Regions from separate parts of the Mus musculus genome. Here all the other regions are linked to region 1. Evidence: chromatin contacts called from public promoter capture Hi-C data. All regions are on one chromosome and are shown on one strand. Each heading gives the region's core, a stretch centred on a gene start, on an enhancer-like site or on the middle of the called end of the contact. The rest is flanking DNA. Distances are from core to core; before and after follow the strand shown.

Region 1 (3,839 bases), core at 750-3,249:
GTCACGTACCCTCTCACAGGGCTGTCTGGGACACTGCCGAAGCACCTGAGTTTATGATGACACATTTCCTTTATGTAGTTTTTGTTGTTGTTTGGTTTTGGGTTGTTTTTTTTTTTTTTTTTTTTTGAAACAGGGTCTCATGATGTAGTCTATGCTGACCTCAAACACACAATCCTCCTGCCTCAGGAGGACTAGGACTACAGTGTTTTGTTTGGTTGACTTTGGGAAGCAGGGAAGGTAGAGTGTTTGTTCTGGCATGAAGACCTGAATCCAGACTCCCAGGACCCGTGTTAAAGCATACCAGCATTCGGGGCGGGTGAGAGGACCTCACCATAGGCTGATCCCAAGGGCTCATGGCCAGCTGATGTTCAGTGTAAGAACATGTATGAATAAATAAGGTGAATACCAGATATCAAACTCTGGCCAGCCACCACATGAGTGCTCGGGCACACACACACACACACACACAGGCATCCACACACAATTCTTACTTCTAGCCAGGGTATGGCTCAGTGGTAGAGCCTTTGCATAGCAAGTAGAAGGCAGTCCATCCCCAGAACCGCCAAAGGCAAAAAAACCAACCAACCAAACAAACAAAAACGCTAATTCTCCTTTTCTACCAGCTGGAAGAGGCAAGAGCATGGCCTATTTTTGCTCACTGTCTCCCAAACAAAGGTTGACTATAACATAGCATGTCATAAGATCAGATGGGGAAAGGTTTTCCAAGATCTTAGATCTATTTTTGTGACTGGCAAGCAAAGGCTACTTGCCGGGAAGAGGGGCAGGGTGTGTCATGCCCACTTCATTCACCACATGCAGGAAGTTCTCCATGCCTCCTCCCAGAACCCACTCCTGATGTCAACATGGCATTTGCTTCCAAGACCCGCCACCCTTCCTGCTTCGGTACTAGTCTCCGGCTCAGCTCCCTTCCCTCCTTCAAACCCTCTTGGCACAGCAGTAACCACACCTGATCGGGTTTCACAAGAAAGCCGGTGTGAGAATTCAAAAAGCTACTACTCACTGGATATCACACAATAAACTGTGTTTCACGGAGTCCTTAAAACAGCCTTGTGAAGTAAACCGTACACATATTTCCATTTTAATAGATGGGGAAACCGAGGTTCCAAGAGACAGGTAGCTTACTCAGATCGCGAAGCCTATGAGAAGCAGGTTGGAACCTGTACCCACTGACCCTTCACACCTAGTCCAATGCTTCCTAACATTAGCCGCCCCTGTTGTTCTAGGTAAGGCTGGTGGTGTCGGCGCTGTTGACACCTCACGGCTCCCCTGGTTCATGTGCATCCATACCCAGAACTTGTCAGCTGTCTGGGCAGCACGGAGGGATCCACAAAGCCGGCTACATTCTCAGGGCTGTTCCCAGCCTCCCGGTCTTTGCAAGGTTTCCTCTGAGTCACTGAGGAAACAGAGTCAAAACACAAAGACCCGCGCAAGGTCCCTGGATTCCCTCTCGTCCACCTACAGCATAACTAGGCAAGGCCAGAAGCCGGTGTGGGCCGCCAACCGGGACCCGCGGACAGAGGTCACTGCTCCGGGACACCGGGCAGCCGGCGACGCAGGGGATGCTGCAGTGCCGGCGGCTCCGGGCTCGGCCCAAGGTCACCCTCCCCGGCCACCCGGAGCGCCCCCTGGCGTCCCGTGCGGGCCTCCCCCCTGCCCTCGGGGACACGCCTGGAACCCCGGCTGGGGCAGGAGCGGGGCGGTGGGCAGAACACCGAGGCTGAGCCGGGGAGGAGCGGGAGGCGGGGCCCACCTGATAGCTGAGGACGCCGTCCGGCTCGTTGCTCCCGGCGGGCATGGCCGGGCGGAGCCTGGTCTCGCCGGTAGGTTCCAGGTTGAGCTGCAGCAGTCCGCGCCCTGTAGTCCAGTGTGAGACGATCGCACGCGCAGCGACCCCTACCCTGGATCCAAGGATCGGTCAACCATCAACCGGCGCCACCTTCATAGCCATCAGCCCGCGAGGCGCCCGCAGCAGCCAATCAGAGGGCGCCCCGAGCAGCCAATCAGCGCGCGGAGCACGGGAGGACGCTGTCCGGCGGTACCCTGGGCTACCAGGAAGAAGGGAGGAGGGCGCCAGAGAGCCAACCCCCTCCCCGCGCCGGTTGCCTTAGAAACCGCCTCCCCCCTTAGGGGGCCTCCGGGCTCCGAGGTCCTTCCTACTGCTTGCTAGGAACTGAAAATCCCTGCCTCTGTTTGCAGCTGCACCTGACTCTTGGGAAAGTGTCAGGTTTACCTGTTCTGATTTTATTCCTCGGAAGATGGGTTTTAAATTAATAGAAAATTTCCCTCCGAAACCAAGATGGCAGGAGGAAGTAATGAGAAGAGAGAGCCTTCTAAAATTACTTTTAACCCTTGAGTTAGTGGCCAGATTGAAGAGCGTTAGAGAGCAGCAGACAGGAAGCAGTCAAAGAGGCTGAGACTCGGGTCTCCCCAGTCTAAGACTGACAGCAGACAGTGGGGGTTGAGCTGAGGGTGATTTCAACGTGTCCAAAAGACATACTGTAAGACGAATTATTGTTCAGCAGCGGAACTAACCGATCTGAGGCGAGGTTGGAAAGTGAGGAGTAAGGCATTCGACTTGATCTGAGTTTAAAAGGAAACAGAGTAGGTTAACCATCCGTAGCTTGAGAGAAAGAAAGGGGCCTTTGTCTTCTGTCTCCTGAGAGTGGAGGTGAGTCCAAGCCATTGAGGGGAAAGGGATCGTGGCAATCAATCTCAGCCTCTGCCAAAACTGCAGAAAGGAGCATGACCCAGTACATGTCAAAGTTCAACCCTTATGGTGGTGCAGGCTCATCTAGCCCTCAGGAGGCTGAGGCAGGATAGCAGCAAGTTCAAGCCTGCCTAGACTTCCTGGTTAGACCTTATCTCACACAAAAATATTTTTTTTCAATCTCCACATATCATCAGTACACACTGTAATCAAAATAAGAAACAAGATTGGGCCTTAATGTCTCTGGAGCTGGGGAAATGGCTCGGTCTAAAAAGTTCTTACCATATAAGTGTGAGGAGCAGAGTTCAATCCGCAGCACCTAGGAAAACTGGGTCTGGAGGCAAAAGCTTGTGATCTCAGTGCTGGGGAAGGTAGAGACGGCAGAGTCCCCGGAGCTTGCCAGCCAGCCTCAGTCTCAACCAATCCATGATGAGCTGCAGACTTGGTGGGAGATTCTGTCAGAGAGTGCTGGAGAGACAGCTCAGCAGCTAAGGGAACTTGTTGCTGTTCTAGAGGACCTGGGTTGGGTTCCGGGTCCTCCATGGAGGCTCATAACCATCCAGAATGCCAGTCCCAGGGAATTTTTTCATCTCTTCTGAGCTCCTCAGGTGCAAGAAATAAATGTAGCACACAGACATAGATGCAGGCAGAACACCAATGCACATTAGAAAAAAAAAAAAATAGCCTCGCAGTGGTGGCACACACCTTTAATCCCAGCACTTGGGAGGCAGAGACAGGCGGGTTTCTGAGTTTGAGGCAGCCTGGTCTACAAAGTGAGTTCCAGGACAGCCAGGGCTACACAGAGAAACCCTGTCTTGAAACAACACAACAACAACAACAACAACAACAACAACAACAACAATAGTGGAGAGCTATTGAGGAAGGTGTCTGCCATCAAACTCTGGCCTCCACATGCATACTTATACATGAGTACACACATAAATGTGCACATGTACACACTCACACACGCATGTGCATGCATGCACATCATTTTTTAAATAAGATTTAAGTATGTGATTACACTGTCGCTGTCTTCAGACACACACCAGAAGAGGGCATCAGATCCCATTACAGGTGGTTGTGAGCCACCGTGTGGTTGCTTGGATTTGAA
Region 2 (3,839 bases), core at 779-3,278, 3.0 Mb after region 1:
TCCATGGAATGACGGAGACAGAGCTTGGCTTGCTGGTACGGCTAGCTGTGCAACGCTTGTGGGTCTCTCGGATCTTCCCTTCCCTGAGGGAGACACAGCTGAGAACTTTTCCTGGTGTTCCCGATGCTAGCCTGACTCTACAGAACTGGACTGCTGGTGTATCCATGAAGTGTTTGTGAGTGAATGAGTTGCCGCTGCTGCCTGCTGAACTGAACTGCCCATTTCCAACTTCCCCCATATCCTTTCTTTCCCACTACCTCTGGTGGCTGATGGGCTAAAGGCAGGTTAAAGTGTTTAAGAACCATCATTAAAAAAACCATCATTGCCGGGCGGTGGTGACACACGCCTTTAATCCCAGCACTTGGGAGGCAGAGACAGGCGGATTTCTGAGTTCGAGGCCAGCCTGGTCTTCAAAGTGAGTTCCAGGACAGCCAAGACTATACAGAGAAACCCTGTCTCAAAAAACAAAAAACAAACAAACAAAAAAAACCACCCCCCCCCAAAAGGCATTAAAAGAAGTAGTCACAGGTCCTGCTGCATCTCTTAGCATCTTTCTCCCCTGACCTAAGTGGGGCAGCAGGAATAGGAAACACCCCCTTCCTACTCCACAGTTAGTTTCAGAAAACTCTTTTGCAAGACCTACTAGGGCAGATCCAGCATCCTGACTGCGGCCACCATTTCACCTACAACTGCACATGCGAGACACTACCCACCCATCTCCTCTCCTTTTAAGCCAAGTATACGAGCTATTCTTCGAATTGTAAGGCAGACTTCTTTCTAGGTTTCCCTCTTTCCTCACAGGGGCAGAGAAATCTTCACTAGTGTGCCTCAAAGGGTGGGCACTACAGACGACCTGTTTGTTCAAAATGTTCATTCAAAGCTCAGACTTTCCATTTCATGCCAATAGGATGGAACCAGAATTTGAGGAGTTAAACCAGTCGTGCCCTTGGGGAGAGAAAAACTGTTGAGACACACACACATTTAAATTCAGTTTTTAAATGATGGTTAAAGTTCTCAGTTCTGGGTGGAAATGGGCTTAGCTATGCTGGATTTAGCCCTCTCTCCCGCTTCCTGGCTTAATGGCAGTGGGAAAGAAGAGAGGAGGCTAGAAAGCTTTAAAACGCTGGGGTGGAACCTGTGCCTTCTTCTAGACCCTCATCAATGTCCTGAGCAATCACCGGGCGCCACGGAAATCACCGTCCCTGGTCACAGTCTGTCCACTAGGAAGCAGGAGCGAGTGAGACGAAGTGCGAAGTGCCGGCCATCTGTGCGGAAGGGGCAAAGAGGCCCAGGGAGGAGGTGTGCTCTGCCTTCACCACCTAGCCGGGCATAGGGGAGCATTTGGGGGGCGGGGCATGGCCCCAAAGCCCAGGCTGTCTTTGAAACTCTGCAACAAATCCGAGTCCCGGCACAGTAAATCCAACCACTTGTCTCTCTCTCCATCTGGAATGCAGTCCCTCCCCGCCAGCCTCAATTTCCCCACCCGCGCCAGTGTATGCGTTTGGGAGGGCAAAGGTGGGAAGCCAGGCAACGAGATTCCCCCACGGGAAGGCTGCCCAGTTCCAGCCCCGGGCTGCTGGAAACCCTGAACCCAAACGGGAGGCCGGACGCCCCAGGCCAGGAAGCGGCCCCAGCCCGGATTTCCCTCCCGGGTGGGGCCGCCATGACTCACTCCCTCCCCCTTCCCTAGTTTCCTTGTTTGCATTTCTCCTCTTGGCCACGTGGCGGCGGGTGCAGCCATCACCGCCCCTAACCCGGCACCCGGGCAGCTGCAGGGGCAGATACCCTAAGGCACTTCCTACCCGCTGAGGCTTCGGGACAGGAGCTTGAACCCACTGACGTAGTCTCGGGTAGGGACTCCATCAGCTGTTGGTTCTGCCCCTTCCCCTATGCCCACCCCTACCGTAAAGCTCGTGCCTGCTCCCCGCCCCCTCGGCCTGTCCGGGGAGGGGAAGGGGCGGGCAGCGCAGGGGGTGTGACAGCTCCCGCCCGGACCAGTGCCAGCTGCAGCTTCGCTTGAACGCCCTGTGCCAGCTGGCTCTTACATCTGGGACGGAGGCGGAGGCTTGGAGTTCTTAGCCTTTGGGAAGGGGTGGGGGCTGCCCCACACCCCCAGCCCTCTATTCACCCAGGACAAACCCTATCTGCCTAGCCCTGCATCTTGCTGCTCCAGGCAACCTGTCTGACTAGGGGCTGGCCCTTCGCTGCATCTCGGGACTCACACTCATACCGCTCCAGGGATCCTGCAGCCTCTTGCTAGGGCGAGCACCGCGGTGTGAGCTGGAGAAGAAACATGAAGGTAAGGTGGGCCGGAGTCAGGGCCAAAGAAAGCTGCTGGAAAGGGCGGGAGAGGAAGCCGACACGTGGGGGAGTTTGGGTGGGAGAGAGTGGCGGGGAGGAGAATTTGAGGAAAAGCTGCTTCTGGGGATCTAGTGTGTGTACAAAGGTGGACATGCCTTCAGGACATGGGTAGTGAGGTGGGGCCGAATTCCAGCCAGAACTGAGAAGAGCCCCATCGTTGTGAGTTGAGTGGAGACCCCTAGGTGCGCCAAGCCAGCAGGACCCGGGGCAGGTCTTCCTGTCCCTCCCCCGGCTCCTGGCAGGGTTGCCGCACCTCCGCATGACCAGTCCAAGTCCAGAGGACGCTAAGCCAGGGGTGGTAGTGGGGAGGTCCAGCTCCTCCGGCCGATGGCTGTCCTCTTTCCTCCCCACATCACAGGTCAGCTGGCCAGGTGAGAACCACTGGCAGGTGGGCCCAGCTGTGGTGGAGAGTCCAGCTGTGGGGGCACCGCAGGTGGGAGGTCTCCCGGACGTGGTTCCGGAGGGCACGCTGCTCAATATGGTGTTGAAGAGAATGCACCGTCCCCGCTGCTGCTCTTACCAGCTAGTGTTCGAGCACCGGCGCCCCAGCTGCATCCAGGGACTCCGCTGGGTGAGTACCGGCCATCTGCCAGGCTGGGTCAGGGCTGGAAGAGTCGGGATTGTAGTGCTGGTGGGCCAGGCAGCTTTCTCCAGAGCAAATTCATCTGGGTGAAGAGAAGGCATTGAAGTTTGGTGGCAGTGTGTGTTTTGCTGGTCACACAATGAGCCTGTATGCCTGTATGCCCCGTGTGTATGGCATGCTGCGCTGCCCCATTCAGCCACCGGTGGGTGAGCAGGAAAGGGTTTTATCATTTATCCATCACTTCCATGTGCCAGGCATGGGCTTACATGTTTGAGTTCTTTCTGTGAGGCAGTGGGAGATGTGGGGCTAGGTCAAATGGGGGTGAAATTAGCTTGGTTACTGTTCCTGACACATCACCGTGGCAACGGTCTCCTTTTGTGAACAATTGAACTGGGCTGAATCTGTTTTTTGGCTCCTGGGGTGAGGTATTTGCGTGGATAAAGCTTGGCACCGGCCACGGGGGACTGAAGAGGTTTCAGGGTGGAGAAGGACTGCTGAAGGAAGCCAGTGAGAAAGACAGGGCTAGGGAGGGGGAAGCCAGGAACCAGGCTCCAGGCTCCAGGAGTCTTCTCTTTCCAACTACTGGGCACAACAGTCCTGTCTGTATGCTCTCTCTCTCTCTCTCTCTCTCTCTCTCCCTCTCCCTCTCCCTCTCCCTCTCTCTCTCTCTCTCTCTCTCTCTCTCTCTCTCCCTCTCTCTCTCTCTCTCTCTCTCTCTCTCTCTCTCTCTCTCTGTGTGTGTGTGTAGGGGGCAGAGGGTACTGTGTGGACGGTGGAGAGAAGACAGGAATGGGTGACAGTCTTAGAGAGGATCATCTCTCACCAGCAAGTCTTTTTGAGTAAAAAAATATCATCATTGGTTATCTCCTTTTCCTACCTTGTCCAAACACTACTT
Region 3 (3,839 bases), core at 534-3,033, 2.8 Mb after region 1:
CCAGCACCGTAGGGCTGCGGCACTGAGGCTGGGGGGCTCTTGCCTTCGCTGTCTTTGACGAAGTCTCGGAACATCTCAAAGCCATTGTCACTTTTCACTTGGAGCTTTGTGTGGTTTGTAAGGTTCTTAAAAGCTCTAATCTCTGTGACTCCCCCAACACCTAGGGTCAACTTAGTGGCAGCTGTTGCTACAGATAATCCAGGCCCCACTCCTGAGCCGACTGTCACTCCCCACCCCCTGGTATTCTGCTGACCCCTGGCTACTGCTCATGGTGCCTTTGTTTGTAAAGGATCTGCTAGAATATCTCCTTCACAATGCTGTGGCCATCCTTATGAGCAAGAACGATAGAGAAACATCCTTGTCAACAGATCCCACAGCAGAGAAATAAACATTCCAAACCAGAGAGGGGCTGGGAACCCGGAGTGGCCTAGGAAGATGTCTCAGTGGATACAGACGGGATTAGGTCGGCCCACGGGGCGTGTCTGTGAGTGATTTTCTTAACTGGGTTTACTGAAATGTGAAGACCCTCCCTAAATGTGGGTGGCACCCATTTCATAGGCTGTATCTCTGAATGAATAGGGAAGGGGAAACCAGGTACGAGCACTCCTCGCTCGCTGTTTGCTGTGACTATAAGGTGACATAAGCGATTTCAAATTGCTGCTGTTGTATAACTTGTCCTCAGTGATGGAGCTGTGACCTGGAGCTGTGAATCAGAATAAACCTTCATCCCCTAAATTGCCATTGTCAGAGTATTTTATCAGAGCAACCAGAAAAGAAACTAAGGCATTAATAAAGGAGTAGAAATGAAGAAGAGAAAGGGTTCCGAGTGTAAGATTTAAAAAAAACAAAAAACAAAAAACCTGGAGTCTGTCCATTTATCAGGGCAGCGGAGCTGGCTACAATTCAGGGCGGGCTATGACTATGGAGGGCTGGCTGGAGCAGATGCCAGAGTGCTTTCCGTGTGATGGCCGATGGTCTCACCTGCTGGGATGTAGCCTGCTCCTTGGCAGGTGTGACAGGTGATGCTATTTCTCCCAGTGAACTCCACATAGGGGAACTGAGCGATGGCTTCCTCCTGATCTCTATCAGCCAGCAAGTCCTCCGGGTTGTCATCCTTCTTTCGCTGACAAAATGTGAGGGCAGAGGAGTGCTGAGACCCCATGTGTCATCTCCTATATGGGGAGGGGGGTGGTGAGCGCGTGTTAGTGTCCATGTGGGGCCGCTCTAGAGGTAAAAAAAAATCACTTCTGCATAAAGTGCAAAATACTGAGCAAGAGGCTGTTGTTCTAAGTGTGTGCCTGTGTGCGCAACACTGGCAGTTCCTACTGCGGCCTTCCTTTTGCAGCAGTGTCCCGTGTCGTGTCTGGCCTCCCCTCCCCCTGGAATAGGACGGCCCTCGCTGGATTAGGCTCTCTGCCCGGAAGACCCCATCTCCCCTCCTGCTCCCCCACCCCACCCCGCCGCTTCCTCCCCTCTGTTTGCAAACTCAAAAGGCAAACAGGCTGCACCTCGGGCACACAAACAACAGGCACCAGATTAATTAAAGGCCTCAGCGATCCCCATTCTCCTCCACTCCCAGCCGAGGAGGCGGGCTCAGGTCACGCCCCCGCACAAAAAAAGCCACGTTCCGAACGCGTTCAGGCCTCCGAGGCTCGGGAACGCGGGCGCCCCCGGACCTGTGGCGCACCAACTGCTGGCAGTTACTCCCGGGACCACTCCTCCCTCCACCTGCCCGCTCCAGCGAGTCCTCGGCGCGCCTCCGCCCGTGCGCACGCGCAGAACCGCAAGCCCGCCCGAGGACCCGGGCGAGCGCGAGCGCCTGCGCCTGCGCCCTGAGCTCCAGCGCGTCCCTCCTGCCGCGCAGCGGCAGCGCACCTACCCACCGGTAGGGGGCGACAGAGAACCGCGGAGGTGCTCGGAGACAGAACGTCGCTCCTCTATACCCCCAGATCTGAGCTTCCGGATCAGAGCGCTTCTGTGTGAGAGGAGGACGGCCAAAGCCATTCTCTCCGCACAGGGACACGGGGCATAAAGAAACCCAAAACCCAGAACCTGTACTAGGTCCCGGCAGAGGATCTGAATGCCTAAAGAGCTTATGGAGAACCACTGTGACAAGGGGCCTGATTGGAGGCAACTTCCATCGGAGTCCTGCTGGCTAGTCAAAAGAATGAAACCCAAAGCTAAGTTTTGCAAGGTGATCCTATTTCAGGACCACTATCCACAAAAAACGTGGGATGGGCATAAAGGGTTTGAGAGCTCCTCCGAAAGCTAAAGTGCCACAGAAGCGAAATGAAACTGGCGAAGAGGGCTAAAGAGCCCTGTGTGATGGTGCACGGGGCTTCCAGCATCTGAGAGACAGCAGGATCGCCACAAATTCAAATTAGCCTAGAACGTGAGTTTGAGGCCAGCCAGCAAAGTGAGACCCTGTTTTAAGAACAGCAAGAGAAGATTTATTTTATTTAAATGACGACCCTGTAGCCGTCTTCAGACACTCCAGAAGAGGGCATCAGATCTCATTACAGACGGTTGTGAGCCGCCATGTGGTTGCTTGGAATTGAACTGAGGACCTCTGGAAGAGCAGTTAATGATCTTAACAGCTGAGCCATCCCTCCAGCCCTACTTCTATGTCTCTTACTTAAATAAATCTGATGATATTGGGAGAAATAAAGGCTAAGCTAAAAACATATTGTTTGGTTGCAGTTAATGAACTCTGGTGATACTGTTCTGCCCAGTTTGGGGGAAGGTTGTAGATTTTTTTCTAGTAAAAATTCTGTGTCTCCTTAAAGTAGATAGAGACTCAGCTGATCCTCTCACTCTTCCTGTCTGGACTGTGAGCTTGGTATTAGAGATTAAAGTAGCTGTGTTGTGACCAAGAGGCCATGAGGAACTCTGGACAGAAGGATAAAAGAAATCAGGTCCCTGATAGAATTCTGATCTTCCTAGATTTCATGTTCTCACAGTGGGACACAATCCTAATAAATATAGACACAGCGCAAATAAAGAGGAAAGCTTGGTCTGTTAGTTGGTCTTGGTTTTGGAGTTTTTGTTTGGATGGTTTGATTTGGTTGTTTTTTGTTTATTTGTTTTTTTCATAATTTTTTGTATTATTTAAATGCACTTTATACATCAAACATATTAATATTATGGAGTATTTTGAGAATCAAATAATACATAAAATTTTGTTCAACTTTTATATTCATATCCTAAAAATATCATTAATGAATATTTAATACTATCCATAACTGAGGATCCTATATCTAACATTGAATACTAAATTGTTTCAAAACATACAAAATATTCTATTGTAATTAAGCATAGTAAAAGAGCATAAAATATTAAAAATGAATCATTAAGGAATATATTCAAAAGCCCTTATATGATAGCACCTGACATAGTGAGAGAGTATTTAAAATGCATTATATATCTGTGAACATTGTCTAACAATCAGTTTACTTTAAAAAGATTATCAGTGTTTCTAAGAGAGAAATTACTTTATCAGTAAGTATATTTTAAAAATTTCAAAATAGCAAAAACTTTTTGAAGTGAAACATTAAGAAAATGCTAAGTTCTAGCATAGAGAGAAAAATTATCAATAATATTTCCATGATGTTTGTAGAACATGATTTTACTATTTTCAACTGTTAATATTCAACAAACTGTAATTATTTTAAGATATACTTTGTTATGTCTCCCTTTTCATTTCTGATTTTATTAATTTGGATACTTTCTCTTTGCCCTCTGGTTAGTCTGGTTAAGGAAGGGTTTACGTATCTTTTTGATTTTCTTAAAGAACCAGCTGATGGTTTTGTTGATTCTTTGTATGGTTCTTTTTGTTTCTA
Region 4 (3,839 bases), core at 644-3,143, 2.3 Mb after region 1:
CGGTTCCTCTCGCCTGGGGCACACTTGATTCCTTTTCTGGACTTAGCTGTAGTTCCTGGACCTTATACTGCTTTTTATTGCTTATAGGGAAGGGCAGAGATACGATCATATTACGGGCAAGCAGGTGTGCCTGGAAGTGCGGGAAATGCCTGTGGTCCAAGACTGTGGGTCTCCATTTCCCTCCATCACAGATACTCATTCCACAGCCCAGGGCCAGAGGCAGTTTATACAGATAGCACCATTGGGAAGACTCCATCAGACCTAACTCTTCTCATGCAGTCCTCTCCTGTGTGGTCCATGGTCATCTTTCCATCCCCACTGAGTCCCCATGGGACTTGCTCAGTGTGACAGAATTCCCGTTCTTGTCCCATACCCTCCCAGTCCTTCCGGGTAGAACACAGGAGACCCGCAGAGTCAGCATGCTTGCAGTGTTTCTGAGCATGCGTCTCTTTCCATTCAGGGGTTTCTGTTCATCCATCTTGGGTTTCACATCCTCCACACGAGTTTCAGTCATGCTGTGTTATACACTGGTTACACTGTGTAGAGGGGGATGGGGTTGAACAGAGAAGAGTGTCTCTGTCTCTGAAGATTTACAGATAATAACCAGTTGGAAGACTTCCAGTTTATAAGTCTTAGGTGGCTTGGTTAGGATGGAGACCTCGGGAGACGTCAAAAAAAAAAAATCAGGTTCATAAAATGAGCACAGGCAGGAAGGAGGGAAAGGATTATTGATGCCATGAGTGTAGTACTCCATGACAGAAAATTACAGGAATTATTTGAAACTAGTACCTGGCCCTGACTTGCTTAGGGGAGATACCTATTATAGCTTACCCAGGACCCTTTCCTGTCTGTGGCCAACCTTCGCTATCAAGGACCACTTACCCAAGAACAATGTTGCTATGAACAATGTTGCTATGAACAATGTTGCTATTAACAATGTTGCTATGGAATTAGCCTTGGATTGACACAATGTCTTAGTGACACCAAAAAGCATCTAGCTAGTTATGGCAGAGGCGATTGAGGGCAGGGCGCTTGGCAGTTTCTCTCTCTCTCTCTCTCTCTTTCTTTTTATTTTTCTTTTTTTGTTTTTTTGAGACAGGGTTTCTCTTTGTAGCTCTGGCTGTCCTGGAACTCACTCTGTAGACCAGGCTGGCCTCGAACTCAGAAATCTGCCTGCCTCTGCCACCCAAGTGCTGGGATTAAAGGCGTGCGCCACCACTGCCCGGCGCTTGGCAGTTTCTTATAGAACAGCTAGATATTTTTACACAAAACTTTTCACATTATCTATCTCCCTCCATAGGAAGTCTTGGGATCCAAGTAGTAGTTGAGTCTCATGCTAAATGCCACCATGTTCCATCCCTTTTCCCAAGGCTCTCAGTTATGAGTCTCCATATCAAGGGGCTTTCCTGGACTTTGTCCTATGGCTAGGTTGGACAGACAAATATCACCTTTGATCCTAGGATGTGATACATCCCCTTTCCACGTTCTGTATGTGTTTAGGGGTAAGCATGGAGTTGGCTGTAGCCAACTGTGTTTTCCAGTCACCTCCCTTGTATTGTCTCTGAAGCCTCCTTTGTTCCAAAAGTAGGTTAAGGAAATCCTGCTTCCTGGAAGCAGCCCTAAAAGAAATGAAGGTTTACCAGAGCCAAGTGAGAAGCTGGGTCATGTGTGGAATTATGTGGGAAGAAAACAATACTTGGTATTGACTGGATGCAGGAGATGGGGGGAGGGTGGCAGGATGGAGGGAGGCTGGCAGGCTCAGGGTTTCTATTTTGGCATAAGCATCTCTTCATCATTGTCTTCCTAGAGAGAAGGCCCGGTGCCAGGAGGCCAGAGGCCTTCTTCATACATAAAAGCAGATGAAGTGAGCGGTGTCTGCATTACAAGGTCCAGGAGCAGTCAAAATGATGCATTTCGTTCCTTTGTTCCTGGTGTGTATTTTGTCGTTGCCTGCCTTTCAAGCCACAGAGCTTACAAAATGCAAGGTGTCCCATGCCATTAAAGACATAGATGGCTATCAAGGCATCTCTTTGCTTGAATGTGAGTTCATACTACGTCCCTGCTTCCTTCCATTCCCACCTCTCCCTTCTCCTCCTTCTCTGTCTCCTCGTGGTGTGGTCTCGTACCTCTTCTTGTTCTGTCTTGACCTCTTGTATTCAATTACTTCTCCTGCCCTGCCTGTCTCCCATTGTCTGGCCTTTCTCATTTCACCAAGATAATCTGGACTTCACCACTTTTGGAGATTGGTTGGGAAGCCCCCCCCCCCCCCCCCCCGGGAAACCAGTGTTTCAATTATGGTACTCTGAGACATCTCTGAGAAAGTTCTTTCTTCTGTCTCCCTCAGGGGCCTGTGTTTTATTTCATACCAGTGGCTACGACACACAAGCTGTTGTCAACGACAACGGCAGCACAGAGTACGGACTCTTCCAGATCAGTGACAGATTTTGGTGTAAAAGTAGTGAGTTCCCCGAGTCGGAGAACATCTGTGGCATCTCCTGTGACAGTGAGTATCCTCTTTCACCACACTCTTCTGTATCTCTACAGCCTGCCTCCGAGTCCTCCCAGGCAGCCTCCTTGTTGGTACCCAGCATGTCTCAGGTGTGCTGGGTACCATATGACTTGAGATAGCAGTGCTTAGTAAGAACCTGGTCACTGGTCATGATCTCCACATGCCCAGAGAGTCCCCTAAGGTTCAGGGAAGGGTAGTTTGGGACACTTGTGAGTCTTGAAGTCTGATACGCTGTATTTTCAGGGCGTGATGAATCTGATGCTGTCTCGTGAGGTGTCCTAGGGAAGGGAATGGAGTTCCCATGGAGGGGAGGCATTATCAGACTGGCCGTTTCATATAGAAAGTCTCTAGGCCAAACCTTCAACTCAGAACCAGTTCCCCTGACTCTGGGGCCAGAGGAACCAGTCCACTGAGCTGTACTTCTTATTTGTCTTGTTCCTTCCTGCACTCTGTTATAACAGAGTTATTGGATGACGAGTTGGATGATGACATAGCGTGTGCCAAGAAGATCCTGGCTATCAAAGGAATCGACTACTGGTAAGTCGTCGTCTTTGCTCTCTTCTGACCTCCCTCTCCAGACCATTTAATTTTGGATGGAGTCTCCAAAACAAAACTCATCTAGAGTCCCAAAGGTCTACATTTAAAATGCTTCTTCGTGTCATTTTTGTGTGACAACTTCCCCGATATGAAGTTCCATGTTGGAAGACTGATGTCCAGGACTCTCTTCCCCTGGCCAGTTCTCATCCTTAAAGCCCTTGTGGTATTATTCCACATCTTTCCTAGATCTGAACTCTTATTGATTTTATTATTATTATTTTGGCTTGTTGAGAGAGGTTTTTGTGAGTGAGTGTTTGTGTGTGTATGTGTGTGTCTGTGGTATGTGTGTGTAGCCCTGGCTATCCTCGAACTCACTCCGTAGACCAGGCTGGCCTCAAACTCACAGAGATTTGCTTACCTATGCCTTCCGAGTGCTCAGATTAAAGCCATGCTCCACTAGTCCTATTATTATCATTGTTATTGTTGTTGTTATTATTATAGTGAGCCTCATTCCACTTAGAAGCCCATGCCATTTCTTCTCTACAATCTTTCACCTCACCCTGAGGACGAACCTAAATGCAGCTTTATGCTAGTCACTGACAACCATCATTAAGAGGGGAGAAAGTGTGTGTGTGTGCACGTGCGCATGTGAGATAGCTGAGCAAAGTATGATGATATACACGTATGAAAATGTCATAACGGAACAGTTATTTGGCATAGTTAAGTTAAATAGAAAGTTCCAGCCAGCCCATTCATTTTGTCCATTTCTTTTGTGATCAGGAAAGCCTACAAG
Region 5 (3,839 bases), core at 949-3,448, 2.3 Mb before region 1:
AATGGGGCAGGAAGGTGAGAAAGTCATGGCAAGATATATAGGATAGCAAAAAGCCTCAAAGAACAACTTGCTAGGGTCCAAAGACAAGAGACCCCAATAGTTGAGCTAGCTAGCAGGCTGGAACTGTGAACCTGAGAGTGCATGCAGCAAGCCAGGCTAGGGAAGTTCCCGGGCTTTGGGAAGGGGATTGGAAGGTATAGAGAGCATAGGACAACCTCCGGGGTTACAGGCCCACTTTCACTTATCTCCCTCTTTCATATGCAAATAATTAATGAGCAAAGACAGTTTAGAAGTTACAAAGGTTAGTTGAAAGCACCCCGATTCTAGCTAGTCATAGCCTCTGCCTGGCACAACCAGCCTTCAGCAGGCTGGTCAGCCTAGGCAGGAACAAAGAAGAGGGTGAGGCGGAGGTCGGGGAGAAGGGGTTACAGTCAGTCTGTCTCACCTTAACTCAGGCTAGCTGAACTAGGGCTCGGAGCCGAGAGAGGCAGCCCAGGCTGAGACTTATCCAGTACCCGCCCTACAAGAATGTGCCCCGGGCCTGGGGTGCTCAGCTGAGCTGAGGCAAGACAGGCAGTGCAGGCGGTCCTGCGGAACCCTGGGTCGATGGGGATTCGGAATGCCAAAGAAATGCGCTTTTGTCTGGGAGGCCCGGAGCCAGTGCTCTAGCCTCCGCCTCAAAATCTAGAAGGAGGAAAACCGAAAAGGAAGGGCGCAGGGACCACAGCAGACCGGGGTGCTCTCTGAGGGCTCCCTGCTTCCTCTAAAGAGCTTCTTTGCTCTTCATTTTGGAATCTTTCTTCCACTTCATCCTGCGGTTCTGGAACCAGATCTTGATCTGTCTCTCGTTGAGACACAAGTTGTTGGCAATCTCTATGCGCCTGCGGCGAGTGAGGTAGCGGTTAAAATGGAATTCTTTCTCGAGTTCCAGGGTCTGGTAGCGCGTGTAACTGGTTCGGGACCGCTTGCCATCCGTCTCTGGAACATAAATTCCCCCAAACCAGGGAGGGATGAATAGCGTGCAGCACTCCAACGTCCCACCCTAGTCCCAGGCCCCACCCGTGGTCGGAGGGAGTAGAGGTGAGCGCGGTGGGACAGGCCAGAAGGGCCGCAGGCGGGCAGGCCCGGTCCCGGGAGAAGCGCCTCCGCCTGGGCAGGAAACTTTCCACCGCCGCCTTCACTCTGCGGCCGGAGGGGCTGAGGGGGGATGGGGGGAAGAGGGAGACCCAGGCTCGGACCGAACAATAAGCACCCTCGAGATCCGAGCACCGGGGACCCCCCTCCCGCCCCTCCCGAGTCGCTGGAATCCTCCGGAGCCGCGAGCACTGGCCGAGCCGGCTCCGCAGGGGAGGGAGGGAGGGAGCCGCGGGGGGATCCCCACTCTGGAGCCCCATGCTCCTCACCCTTCAGATCCCTCTATTTTTTTAACTCCCTCCCTCTCCCCCCAAAATTGAATATTGCCTTTTATACACGTTTTGTTCCTATGATCCAATTATGTCGTCGTAAATTTGGGCGCACACAGCCTCTAAGCCTTTTAGTGGACAGTTTTACGAGCCATTGATGCCTGGATCGTAAAATTTATGGCCGCAGGTTTTTTTTCTTTATTTGCCCCGCATGGCCTATAAAACCCAGGCGGACCCGAGCGCGCAAAATGAAGTCCTAAAGTTTACCGTGGCTCATGTGCAGTTTGGTCATCCACGGGTAAATCTGTGGCGGGGCCGGTGGCTGGCTCAGTCCGGCAGGCTGCCCTGTCTGCGCCTGCTCCTCTTTGATCTCCCCACTGCTCTTAGCTCGCTCCTCCAGCGCCGGGCGAGCCGCCTTCTGACTGTACATCCCAGGGTTCAGAGGAGCCGCTTCGTCTCTGCCCAGAGCGTGTCCCGGAGCGGCCGCGGCGCTGCAGGCGGGGCGGTCGGGGTGAGCCCGGGGGTTGGCAGCCATGTCTACCCCGTGGAGAGAGTTGGAAGGCGCAGGCGGTGGGAAAGTGATGCTTAAGTCCAATCCGCCGTAGCAGTACCTGGATGCCTGCACCTCTGAGGCCGATCCATAGTTCCCACAAGTTTGCATGTTATAGGCAGGGATATTGGGGCTCTGCTTATAGAATGAATTGGCTACGTAGGAGCTCATGGCGGGGAGGGCCCAAAAAAAATTTCTGCACCCTTTTTGATTAAGGGTGATTTGTGACTCTTTGAAGTTGAGGGGGTTTTTGTTCTCCAAAGTGCACAATTTATAGGTGGAGATATCTCTTTCTTTATCCTATGCGCTCTTCCCAAATAAGGGAGCCTTAAATAGAGTCACGTGACTGGAGCGGCCACTCATAAATTTGGCTTGATGACCTCCGGGAGGTTAGTGATGGAAGCCGGCGAAACGCATCTTGATATGTTGGCAAAGCCCGGGGGTTGGGGGGGGGGGGATGAAAGAGAAAGAGAAGCAAGGGGGAGGAAAAAAAAATGGTTCTTGGAATTGGGGGGTAGTCGGGACAACGAGCTCACAGCGACACCTGGTGCCGACTCGGAGGAATTTCATCTTGTAGCATCGCTTGGCCTTCTAGCAGTCAGTTTGTGGAGAAGTTGTTGCTTGTTGGACAAACTAACCCATTGAGCTTGTCTTTAAAATTCTGCTTAAAATTGAGAAAGGATGAGGCCTTATTTATGAATTACACCGGTGGTTTTTGAAACGAATAGTGCCAGTTCCCTACCTCCAGAGCCTTCCAAACTTCAATGATGACTGAGAAAGAGAGTTGGGGTAGCTAAAGCCCAGCGTGGAGAGCCAGGAGGACATATCTTGGGTTACCTAAACTAAAGGTCAAGGTCTCTTGCTTGGGAGGATTGAACTCAGTTTTGATAAAGAGAAGCTTGTCTTGTATGCTTGGAAAAATTAACCTCTGGGAGGTAGGCAGGATACCCAAGAGGAGAGAGGGTTCCTGAATGAGCAGAAGCAGCAGACAGGTCCTGAGGCTGAGAGTCCTAGGTACTCTCTGGGATGTGACTGGAGGTGAGGGGCCAGGTGAACTTGGGTAGACTTCACAATGTTAGGAACCCTAACATGTTGCAAGAGGCAACATTCCTATGCATGTAACTAGACACAATGAACTGGAGGGCCCTTCTACAGCTCTGTGTGGTCTTCATGTGGTACCATGAGAATGCCAGATATTTCAGATGACCCCCAAGAGCATAGAGGGGCAAGATTGAAACCTCCACAAATATTATGAGCAAGGCAGAGATAAAAGTCTGCTTTTGTTCTTTTAGAGGTAAGCTCTTAGCCCAGGTTTCAAGATAGAAGGCTCATGGGGAGGTGGGTGGGCAGGCAGGGAGTCGGGCAACCCAGACACAGTCTTTGGCCAGGGTTTCTTCAACCTTTGGGTCCTATCCCCTTTCTTAGTCCCAGACCCTACTCTTTACTGCCCACATTTCCTCAGGAACTGAGGAACTCTCAGTCTCTGCCAGAACTCTCCCCCCAACCCCCGCTGGCCGAGGATCTGGAGGAGGGGGGCGGTGGCAGGGACCTGGAGAGTCTGGAAAACTCAGACCGATTTTTCCCCCTCCGGGAGACCTCCCACCCACACTTCTTCCCCTAGGCCCACTCAGGTTTCTATGCTGAGCCTTGGGGAAAGAAGGCTGGATCTGAAAAAGGGTTAGGGTCCTACTGTGCCCCTCATGCGCCAGGTTTGAGGAGAGAAGAGGCAGGAACCAGATAGGCTGGGCTGTAAGGAAGAAGGACTTTTGTCTGGCGGGTCAGGAGTCTCAGAACAGGCCAGAACTCAGTTTCCAGTCTTTCTCTTTCCAGTCGTCCTTGGATCGCTCAGTCTCTGCGGACGGACTCCTGAGGTCCTTGGATTGCCA
Region 6 (3,839 bases), core at 529-3,028, 2.1 Mb after region 1:
GGGTGGGCAGATCCCGAGGGCGGTCAAGCTGAGGGAAAGGACTCCATCCAGGTTGAGACAGACAAGTCTTCCAGCTGTTCTAGAACTCTTCCAAATCACACTTAGCTCAGGGAAGCCACCAGGACGGTGGGAAAGGACAAAGGGGAAGAATTCCAGAGATTGTCATTTATGTGAAGGCTGAGGTGTCGGGAAAGATGAGGTGAAGAAACTCCTGGAGAGCCTCGAGGAGGGAATAATCACTCAAGGAAACGCTGGATAGTCCACTGGTTCCCTCAGTGACTCCATTCCTGGAAGTAATGGGTGGATGGATGGAGGGGATCCCTGCCCAGCCTGTGAGCCTACAGAGAAGCTGGGAACCATAAGAGTAGACTAGAGGGAGACTGGCTGGACTACATTTCCCAGATAACGTCCATTCTCCGTTATAGTGGGCCTGGCTGTCTTACTAGATCTGTCCATAGGGCCTGTGAAGCCTTTGAAAGGTGCTTATTAATTTCAGGGAAAATGGTCTTGGGTGGGTGGCAATGACTGGCTTATGAGCAAAGCTTGGGGTTGTTCGAGAAGGGACCTCAAGACAACCGTGAGCCAGGGCTGGTGTTCTCTGTCTGAATTTCAGGCCTGAGGCCTGAGGCAAGAAGATGGGCTATATACGGCAAGTTCCAGTGTGATGTTCTCTAAAAAAAATAAAATAAAATAAAATAAAATGAAAGAAAGAAACCAAACCAACAGAACAGGGTAAGGGGAACCCTAGGTTGTTCTCAAGTTTGCCCTAAACTGCCCCTCCCCCAATTCTCTGGAGGCCTCACGGGACTTCCTTGGTGGCCAGTGGCTTATATGAGCTGTGTACTTCCATAGCTCTGTCTAGTAGAGGGGTCTGCAGAAGCCGTGGAGGCTTGCAGGCTAGGGCCAGTCGGCGGCAGTTTGTAGTTTATCTCAGTCTACAATGATTGGTTTTCAATTTCTAATCCCTGAGGCCCAGCCCTGGCATCCAGGCTGGACTCTCACTAGGTGACACTATCAGTGCGTCAGAATCCGTGGCTATCAGCCTGGAACTAGACCTGCCCTGGATTCATCTCGGACACTGAAGCCAGGCCACAGAACAAAACACCTTCACTCTTGCTTGCCAGGCCTGGCATGAGCTGGCTCCTGGCTGGCAGAAAGCAGCTTGTTTGGTCTTTCTCTCTCCTGTTCCTACTTGAAAGACGCCCTCCTTTGTTTTCTTTGCCTATCTCTGGGTCAAGTTATTTTTTGTTTGTCTTGTTTTGTTTTCTTGGTTTGTTTTGGGGAAGGCGATTCCTGAGGAAGGGAGTCGGGCTGTAAAAGAGGGGCAGCAGAGACTTCTATTAGGAGATCCCAGAAGTGGAACCAGTGTGAATAGGAACTATATAAAATTAAGGAGTCACCCTCTCCCCCGAGAGATGCCACCCACCTGTCCATAGTTTAGGCAGGTCCTGCTGTCTTCCTGGGACAGACAGCCTGATTCTATAGCTCTTTGTGGGTCTTGACACTAACTCATAGACACTCAGAGATCACTAAGTTTTACTTCCAGTCCCCTCCTGACCTCCTAACAGCAACACAAAAAGCGTGGGAATCCCCTTCCAAGAGGAAGCCACCGTGCAGCTTTAACAGAAAGGGAAGGGAGGAAGAGGGCGCTGACTCGGAGTCTCCTACTATTGGCTGCAGCAGGGGATCCCACCTTAGGGATTGGCCTGGACAGAGTCCGCCTCCTCTTGTGATTGGATCAGTCTGAGACTTATAGCGGAGCCTTACGAGCCTCCGCCTCAGTCGGAGGCAGGCAGGCAGGGAACCCGCGCTAGTGTGCTAGTGCGGACACTTGAGGCGCGACCTCCTCCTCCCTGAACCCGAGTCCACGTCCCTCCGAGGCTGCAGCCATGAAGGAGAGACGGGCACCGCAGCCAGTGGTGGTCAGGTGTAAGCTCGTCCTGGTGGGAGACGTGCAGTGTGGGAAGACGGCGATGTTACAGGTGCTAGCGAAAGACTGCTATCCCGAGGTGAGCTTCCCTGCCGTCCCGGGGTCGATCCCCCACCTGTCCGGGACAGCGCTCTCCACCACCCGCAGGCCGCCCCACCCTGCCTTGCCTTCTGGCTGGAGGACTGCCCTGTCTTGCTTCCCTAGAGACCTGACCCACTTCTGCCGCCCGGTCGGCTCCTCCTCACCTCTTTACCCATCATATCCCCTCCCACTTGCCTTCATCCCTGAGACCTGGAGGCTCCCGAGAGCTTGGGCTTCATTCTTGACGCAGTACCTGCCTGCCCCTCCTATAAGGCTCTGTGAGGGTGCCCTCCCCAACCCCCCCCCCCCCCCCCGCGCAGGCTTCTGCTGTTTTGCCTGTTCACCTGTGCCAAAGGACTAGAGGGCAGAAGACAGAGGTTAAAACTGGCTTGTGGCTCTGAAAAATGGGACACACATTTAGAGATGTGAGGAAAATGCGAATGTATGTGTCTCAGACTAGCTAGGATGTAGGGGGTTTGTCCCAGGCTGGGGAGCGAAGGCCAATACCTCTACAGTCCCCAATGGCTCCCCCTCCTCTGGCTTCTCGCCATCTGACACTTTGGTGTTTCTCGGCGCATGTGTAGCCAACGCTTGGTGTGGGGTTCTGAGGGCATGCTGCTGCCGGGGTGTGAGTGTTTCCTGTCTCCTCGCAGACCTATGTGCCTACCGTGTTTGAGAATTACACAGCCTGTTTGGAGACAGAGGAACAGAGAGTGGAGCTTAGTCTCTGGGACACCTCAGGTAAGAGTGTACCCCCAAATGCCCCATCCTACCACCATTGGCTAGCCGCAGTTGCTGCTTTTTTAAGGGGGGGGGGGCTGGGAATCCACCTTTGAAGATAGGTGCTTGCCAGGAAAGCGAAGGAAAGAATGTAAAAAATTCTTTGGTTGGGGCTTTGATGATTTTAGAGGATCCTGGAAGGCAGTGAACAAGCCTGGGTGCCACTTGGGTCTCTGGTCTAGTTCACCTCTGGATGGTGAGGTGAAGGGAGCCCTGAGAACTCCCCGGGAGTACCAGACGTCTCCTCTGTCTCTGTCTCTCTCCTCTCCCTTCCTCTCCCTCCTCTCTCCCTCTCTCTCTAGTTCTCCAGAGCAAAGTTAAATGAGGTAGGAGGGTGCTGCTGGAGGCAGCTGTGGCGGGGCAGAGAGCCACCCTCCCGCCCCGCCGGCTTTGGAGGGAATATCACTCTCCTGCATCTCAAGCCGAAGCTGTCTGCTTGCCGCAACTCAGAGGCTGCGGCTTAGAGACGATGATGAAGCGATGCATCATCGATGCTTTTTTTTGGGGGGGGGGCAGTAAATGTAGGGCATGTCCACACTGGGTTAGTGTCCAGTTGAGCACATGGGGGTCTAGTTCTTATCATTTCTCCCTGGGCTGGGGTGAGTTGGAGATGCCCTGTCTATCTTTTGGAAATGTAGAAAGCAATGCTTTCCCTACTCTCCGCTCCCAAGCCCTTTAGAGCTCAGCTTTGCTTCTGAGCCCTTCCCACTTTCTCTACCCCAGCCCCTCTTTTTAACCGTCTGTCTCAGACATCCTTAAAGAGTAAGTGCCAGCCATGTGAGAAAGAAAAGAAAAATCCATGCTTTGCCAAAAAGGATATTTTCTACGTGCTCAGCCCGAGTTTCTGGGGAAGCTGGAGAGCACCAAGGTTCTCCTGCATGTGTGGTAGATGTGCCACCCAGCTTCTGTGAAGGATCCTGTGCTGCTTCTCCAACTGTAAGGTCTGGGAAGACCGGGGATAAGGAATGGGAAAACAGAAAACGATAGATATTTCTTTCGCTCTCCCCACAACCAAAATTCCTCAGGCGGGTCCACGGTCCCCCGTTGC
Region 7 (3,839 bases), core at 748-3,247, 2.0 Mb after region 1:
ATTTGCTCAAATATATATTCATATGGTGAGGTGCACATTTTTTATATTATATTTTTATTCATTTATTTTTGGTGCTTGGGAATTATACTCTAGGAATAAAGCGCCTGGTAGAAAGTGGCACACATCTTTAATCCCAGCACTCAGGAAGCAGAGGCAGACAAATCTCTGCGTTCCAGGACAGCCTGGTCTATAGAGCAAGGTCCAAGCCAGCCAGGTTTACACAAAGAAACCTAGTGTGGAAAAGACAAAACCAACCAACCAAAACAAAACAAGCATTCTCTCACTGAGCTACCTCCCTAGCCACATGCACAGAAGTTAGGCACACATTTGACGGGTTTAAAGTGCATCTATAAAACCCCATATCCTCAAGACACAGCATGCTACCAACCCCAGGAATTCCTGCCGCCTGTGGCTTCAGTTAGTATTTGAGGGGGGTTTTATGTAGCCATGCTGGGGTTCAAGGTGTGCACCACCCTATCCCACTGTACCAATTCAGGTTCCAGTGTTTTGTTTTTGTTGCTTCTTTAAAGAGAGTTTGACTGTGTAGTCCTACATGGCCTGAAACTCAGGAATTTGTCTGCCTCTGCCCCCTGAGTGTTGGAATTAAAGGTGTGTACCACAACATCTGGAAGGCAGGGTTTTGCTTTTTTTTTTTTAAGATTTATTTTTATTGTGTATATGGACACTAGACGAGGGCATTGGAGTCCTTGGAGCTAGAGTTACAGACTTTTTGAGCCATCTGATGTGTGTGCAGGGAATTGGTCTTTGGAAGAGCAGCAAACTCTCTTAAGCACTGAGCCATCTATCCAGCCTCTGACAATGAGCATTTAAAAAATAATTCCTGGGTTAGGGGTGTTAACTAAGGCGCTTGCCAGGTATGAGCAGAGCCCTGCCTGGACTGGATCCCCAATACCACAAAGCCACCCCCAGAGAACATGAGAGCTTAATTAGAATGATAGCATTATATATGGAGGCACTCGCTAATGGGGCTGGAAGAGGAAATCCCAAAGGAAACTGGTTGGGTATTAGAGATGGAAGAAATCTCAGAATGTCGGTACAGGAGAACCACCAAGACAGCCAGGTCAGGGAGGTCAGGTTCTTCCAAATAAGAGGAAGTGTGTGTTGGGTGTGTGTGTGTGTAGTCTGAGCTGCTGGCCAGACACACAGGTGGAATTGTGTTTACAACCGGTATCAATGCTAAAGAAGACAACGAACCAAGAAACAGCCTGAGAATAAATATGGTATGGAAGGACACCATGCCAGACAGCCTTTGAGTGAGTGACCAGGAGCTGGGTACCACAGCTTAGGTTGTCAGTGAGTGTTCAGACCATGAAATTCGAAACTGGTAAGGCTGCCTAAAATTACTTGAGCCCCCTTTAAAAACTGAAGTCCTTGCATAAACACAAGACTGGTGTCCGTGCTGCTGTTGTGAAAAGGATTTGTGGAAAACAGGAAGGAAACGCCATTGCTGGTAGGAGAAGATCTGTGATGGATCACTTTTTACAGGAAGATGCCCCGTAATGCTTCCCAAGACAGGAGGCTGGAGAAGCCGCCAGCTCTTTCTGGACATACCCGAGAGCAGAATGAACAGGAGTGTGAAGGGTCAGCCGACTTGGACACCTGCCTCTGGGCTTAGTGGAAAGGGACAGATCTTAGAAGACCGAGCAGAGCACAAATGCTAGCCCTGTGCTTGAGTACTGTCACCAGTTGCCATGTTAACCTTGGGCAAGTGCCCTAGCTATGAAATGGGGACAAGTGTGTGCCTCCCTTTCCTGGCCATTCGCAGGTTAGAGACAAACGAACGCCCCTCTTTACAGTTGGTAATGGCAAATATGTGCTATTACATGATCCAGCCGTCGTCATGGGTCAGAAAGACTGTTAGATGGGTCACCATCCGCGACCTCCATCACAGGTTAGGGAATTCTGCAGTCTCTTCCCCTCTAGGAGGTGGGGACAAAGTGGAGGGAGGGCTGCAAGAGGAGGAGGAGGAGGAGCTAGCGCCTTGAAAACCCGCCCATACCAGTCTGGCCTGGAGTGAGGGAACCCGTCCTGGTCGCGTGCACCCGAACAGCCTGCCCTGGTATCCTGGTGCTCTGACCCGGTCCAATCATGACCCTGAGCCCTTTGCTCCTACCACTCCAGCTGTTACTGCTGCTACTGTTCAGTGGGGCGGTGTGCCGGGCTGAGGCTGGGCCAGAAACCGAAAGTCCTGTCCGGACCCTCCAAGTGGAGACCCTGGTGAGGAGACTGTGGTGCCACTCCCCTCCCCCCACCCCATGTCCCGCCGTTCCCCTTTACGGCCAGGGATCGCGGGGAAGCCTGGGACTCTAAATGGTCCTGTGAGAGTGAAGAGGAAAGAAGCGAAGGAACTGAGTTGGGGGAAAAGGTGCTGGGTCTCCAGAGGAGCTTAGGAGGAGCAGCCTTGACCCTTGTAGTCTGATCGTAGGTGCAGCCCCCTGAATCGTGCACGGAATCTGCTGCCATTGGAGACACGCTCCACATACACTACACGGTGAGGGGCTTGGGGGTCCGGGGCGTGGCCTGGGAGGGGCGGCGCCCGGCTGAAACACGTCAGCTTTGGCTTGGACACGTGGCAAGCTATCCTAGAGAACTTGAGTCCTAGGATCAGCCCGCACGTGGGGGCGTCCTCTCGCCTGCTTCTCTTTCTTCCTTGTTTTCTGCCGATTCCTCTCCAGCGCTGAGAAAAGAAGGATAGAGAGAGCTCCAAGAAGCGCCAGCCCCGTGGGGCTTCCTGTTCCTTCTTGCCCATGGTGGTGGTGGGTGGAAGGAGATGGGGACAGGACACAAGTTTGTTAAAGGGGTTGCTTCCTTCCGGGTGGTCCCAAATTGTGGGAAGAATGGTGGGTTTAGACCCACCATTTTTTTTTGTCTTCAGGGCAGTTTGGTAGATGGACGCATTATTGACACTTCTCTGACCAGAGATCCTCTGGTCATAGAACTCGGCCAAAAGCAGGTGATTCCAGGTATGTGCCCCGTGCCTCTGACCTCTCCCTAGCCTAAGCCCTTGCTTGCTTGCCGGCTGTATTGCTCTGGAACAGCCGCTAGAATGAAAAGGATCCCAAGGCTCTCCCGCTACCTCAGACTCCACTTCTAACACTCTTCTTGCCCCACACATCACTGCGGCAGAGAGTCTGAGAAGTGGAGCTAAGCTCATTTGATGACGGGGAGCCTTTGATTTTCCTCTTGGGTACTGTGGGGAAGATATGTAGCTTCTAGTTCAGTTTTGCCTTCTTCCTCAAGGTCTGGAGCAGAGCCTTTTGGACATGTGTGTGGGGTGAGTATCTGAAGGCCGGGGCCTGACTGCTCCTTTTTCCGGGTAGAAGGTTTCTCTGTCATCCCTTCTCCAGTGGCAGGACGTTGTAGAGTAAAGGGCCCCTGACTTCATACTGGAGAGGTGCAGGTTAATGGGAACCCCCCCCCCAGGGCATCTCTCCAGCTGTCAGTTTTGTTGGGGGAGGCTGAGTGCTGTGGGGAGATTGGTGACTTTGCTGATCCACCTGTCAGGTGGAGAATTTCATATTTTGGTGTCGCTATCTGAGGAGGGGGGTAAGGCACTTCAGATGGGCTGAGGCTGCCAGCTCACCCCCCTCCTGCCTGCAATCCCTGTTCCTTCCCTCAGAGAGAAGCGAAGAGCAGTCATTCCTTCTCACCTGGCTTATGGAAAGCGAGGGTACCCGCCATCTATCCCAGGTAACCTAACCAGGCCTTTCTCCTGCCTGTCACACACAGTCCCAAGAACCTCTGCTCTGTCTCGAGCTTGAAAAAGTCCAGATCAAATCTCAGGAAAGAATTGAGCTGGGGCTCCTCCTTCAAGGCCA

What was found. Promoter capture Hi-C pulls out the DNA fragments that hold promoters and counts their contacts.
Region 2: a contact with region 1 is called in a promoter capture Hi-C map of liver, with 4 times the contacts expected there. The contact joins the promoter of Rapgef3 here to the promoter of Slc4a8 in region 1. A contact is called at or near these places in 3 of 39 promoter capture datasets (liver and pre-B cells).
Region 3: a promoter capture Hi-C map of liver shows a contact between it and region 1, with 4 times the contacts expected there. The contact joins the promoter of Tmem106c here to the promoter of Slc4a8 in region 1. A contact is called at or near these places in 3 of 39 promoter capture datasets (liver and pre-B cells).
Region 4: a contact with region 1 is called in a promoter capture Hi-C map of liver, with 6 times the contacts expected there. The contact joins the promoter of Lalba here to the promoter of Slc4a8 in region 1. A contact is called at or near these places in 3 of 39 promoter capture datasets (liver and pre-B cells).
Region 5: a promoter capture Hi-C map of liver shows a contact between it and region 1, with 2.6 times the contacts expected there. The contact joins the promoter of Hoxc5 here to the promoter of Slc4a8 in region 1. A contact is called at or near these places in 4 of 39 promoter capture datasets (the SN4741 cell line, cranial neural crest, liver and 1 more).
Region 6: a promoter capture Hi-C map of liver shows a contact between it and region 1, with 4 times the contacts expected there. The contact joins the promoter of Rnd1 here to the promoter of Slc4a8 in region 1. A contact is called at or near these places in 4 of 39 promoter capture datasets (hippocampal neurons, liver and pre-B cells).
Region 7: a contact with region 1 is called in a promoter capture Hi-C map of liver, with 4 times the contacts expected there. The contact joins the promoter of Fkbp11 here to the promoter of Slc4a8 in region 1. A contact is called at or near these places in 2 of 39 promoter capture datasets (liver and pre-B cells).

What each region holds. Positions count from the first base shown.
Region 1 is chr15:100,759,907-100,763,745 of GRCm38.p6, reverse strand. Slc4a8 (solute carrier family 4 (anion exchanger), member 8) reads right to left here and starts at 1,999. Exons shown (of 25, transcript NM_021530.2): 1 at 1,772-1,999. The coding sequence starts at 1,816. It overlaps Gm52175 (a long non-coding RNA gene), which reads left to right. Exons shown (of 3, transcript XR_003951485.1): 3 at 820-1,057.
Region 2 is chr15:97,765,855-97,769,693 of GRCm38.p6, reverse strand. It overlaps Rapgef3 (Rap guanine nucleotide exchange factor (GEF) 3), which reads left to right and starts at 2,028. Exons shown (of 28, transcript NM_001177810.1): 1 at 2,028-2,299; 2 at 2,720-2,932. The coding sequence starts at 2,294. It overlaps Rapgef3os2 (a long non-coding RNA gene), which reads right to left. Exons shown (of 3, transcript XR_384421.2): 2 at 1,803-3,026; 3 at 857-1,319.
Region 3 is chr15:97,962,173-97,966,011 of GRCm38.p6, reverse strand. It overlaps Tmem106c (transmembrane protein 106C), which reads right to left and starts at 1,783. Exons shown (of 8, transcript NM_001252153.1): 1 at 1,677-1,783; 2 at 982-1,172. The coding sequence starts at 1,162.
Region 4 is chr15:98,480,737-98,484,575 of GRCm38.p6, reverse strand. It overlaps Lalba (lactalbumin, alpha), which reads left to right and starts at 1,893. Exons shown (of 4, transcript NM_010679.1): 1 at 1,893-2,040; 2 at 2,345-2,503; 3 at 2,971-3,046; 4 at 3,827-3,839. The coding sequence starts at 1,905.
Region 5 is chr15:103,012,367-103,016,205 of GRCm38.p6, reverse strand. It overlaps Hoxc5 (homeobox C5), which reads right to left and starts at 2,198. Exons shown (of 2, transcript NM_175730.5): 1 at 1,671-2,198; 2 at 1-978. The coding sequence starts at 2,124. The coding sequence ends at 764. It overlaps Mir615 (microRNA 615), which reads right to left and starts at 1,296; the gene lies at 1,205-1,296.
Region 6 is chr15:98,675,400-98,679,238 of GRCm38.p6, reverse strand. It overlaps Rnd1 (Rho family GTPase 1), which reads left to right and starts at 1,778. Exons shown (of 5, transcript NM_172612.3): 1 at 1,778-2,009; 2 at 2,665-2,752. The coding sequence starts at 1,890.
Region 7 is chr15:98,726,356-98,730,194 of GRCm38.p6, reverse strand. Fkbp11 (FK506 binding protein 11) reads left to right here and starts at 1,997. Exons shown (of 6, transcript NM_024169.4): 1 at 1,997-2,238; 2 at 2,447-2,512; 3 at 2,897-2,984; 4 at 3,262-3,295; 5 at 3,641-3,711. The coding sequence starts at 2,110.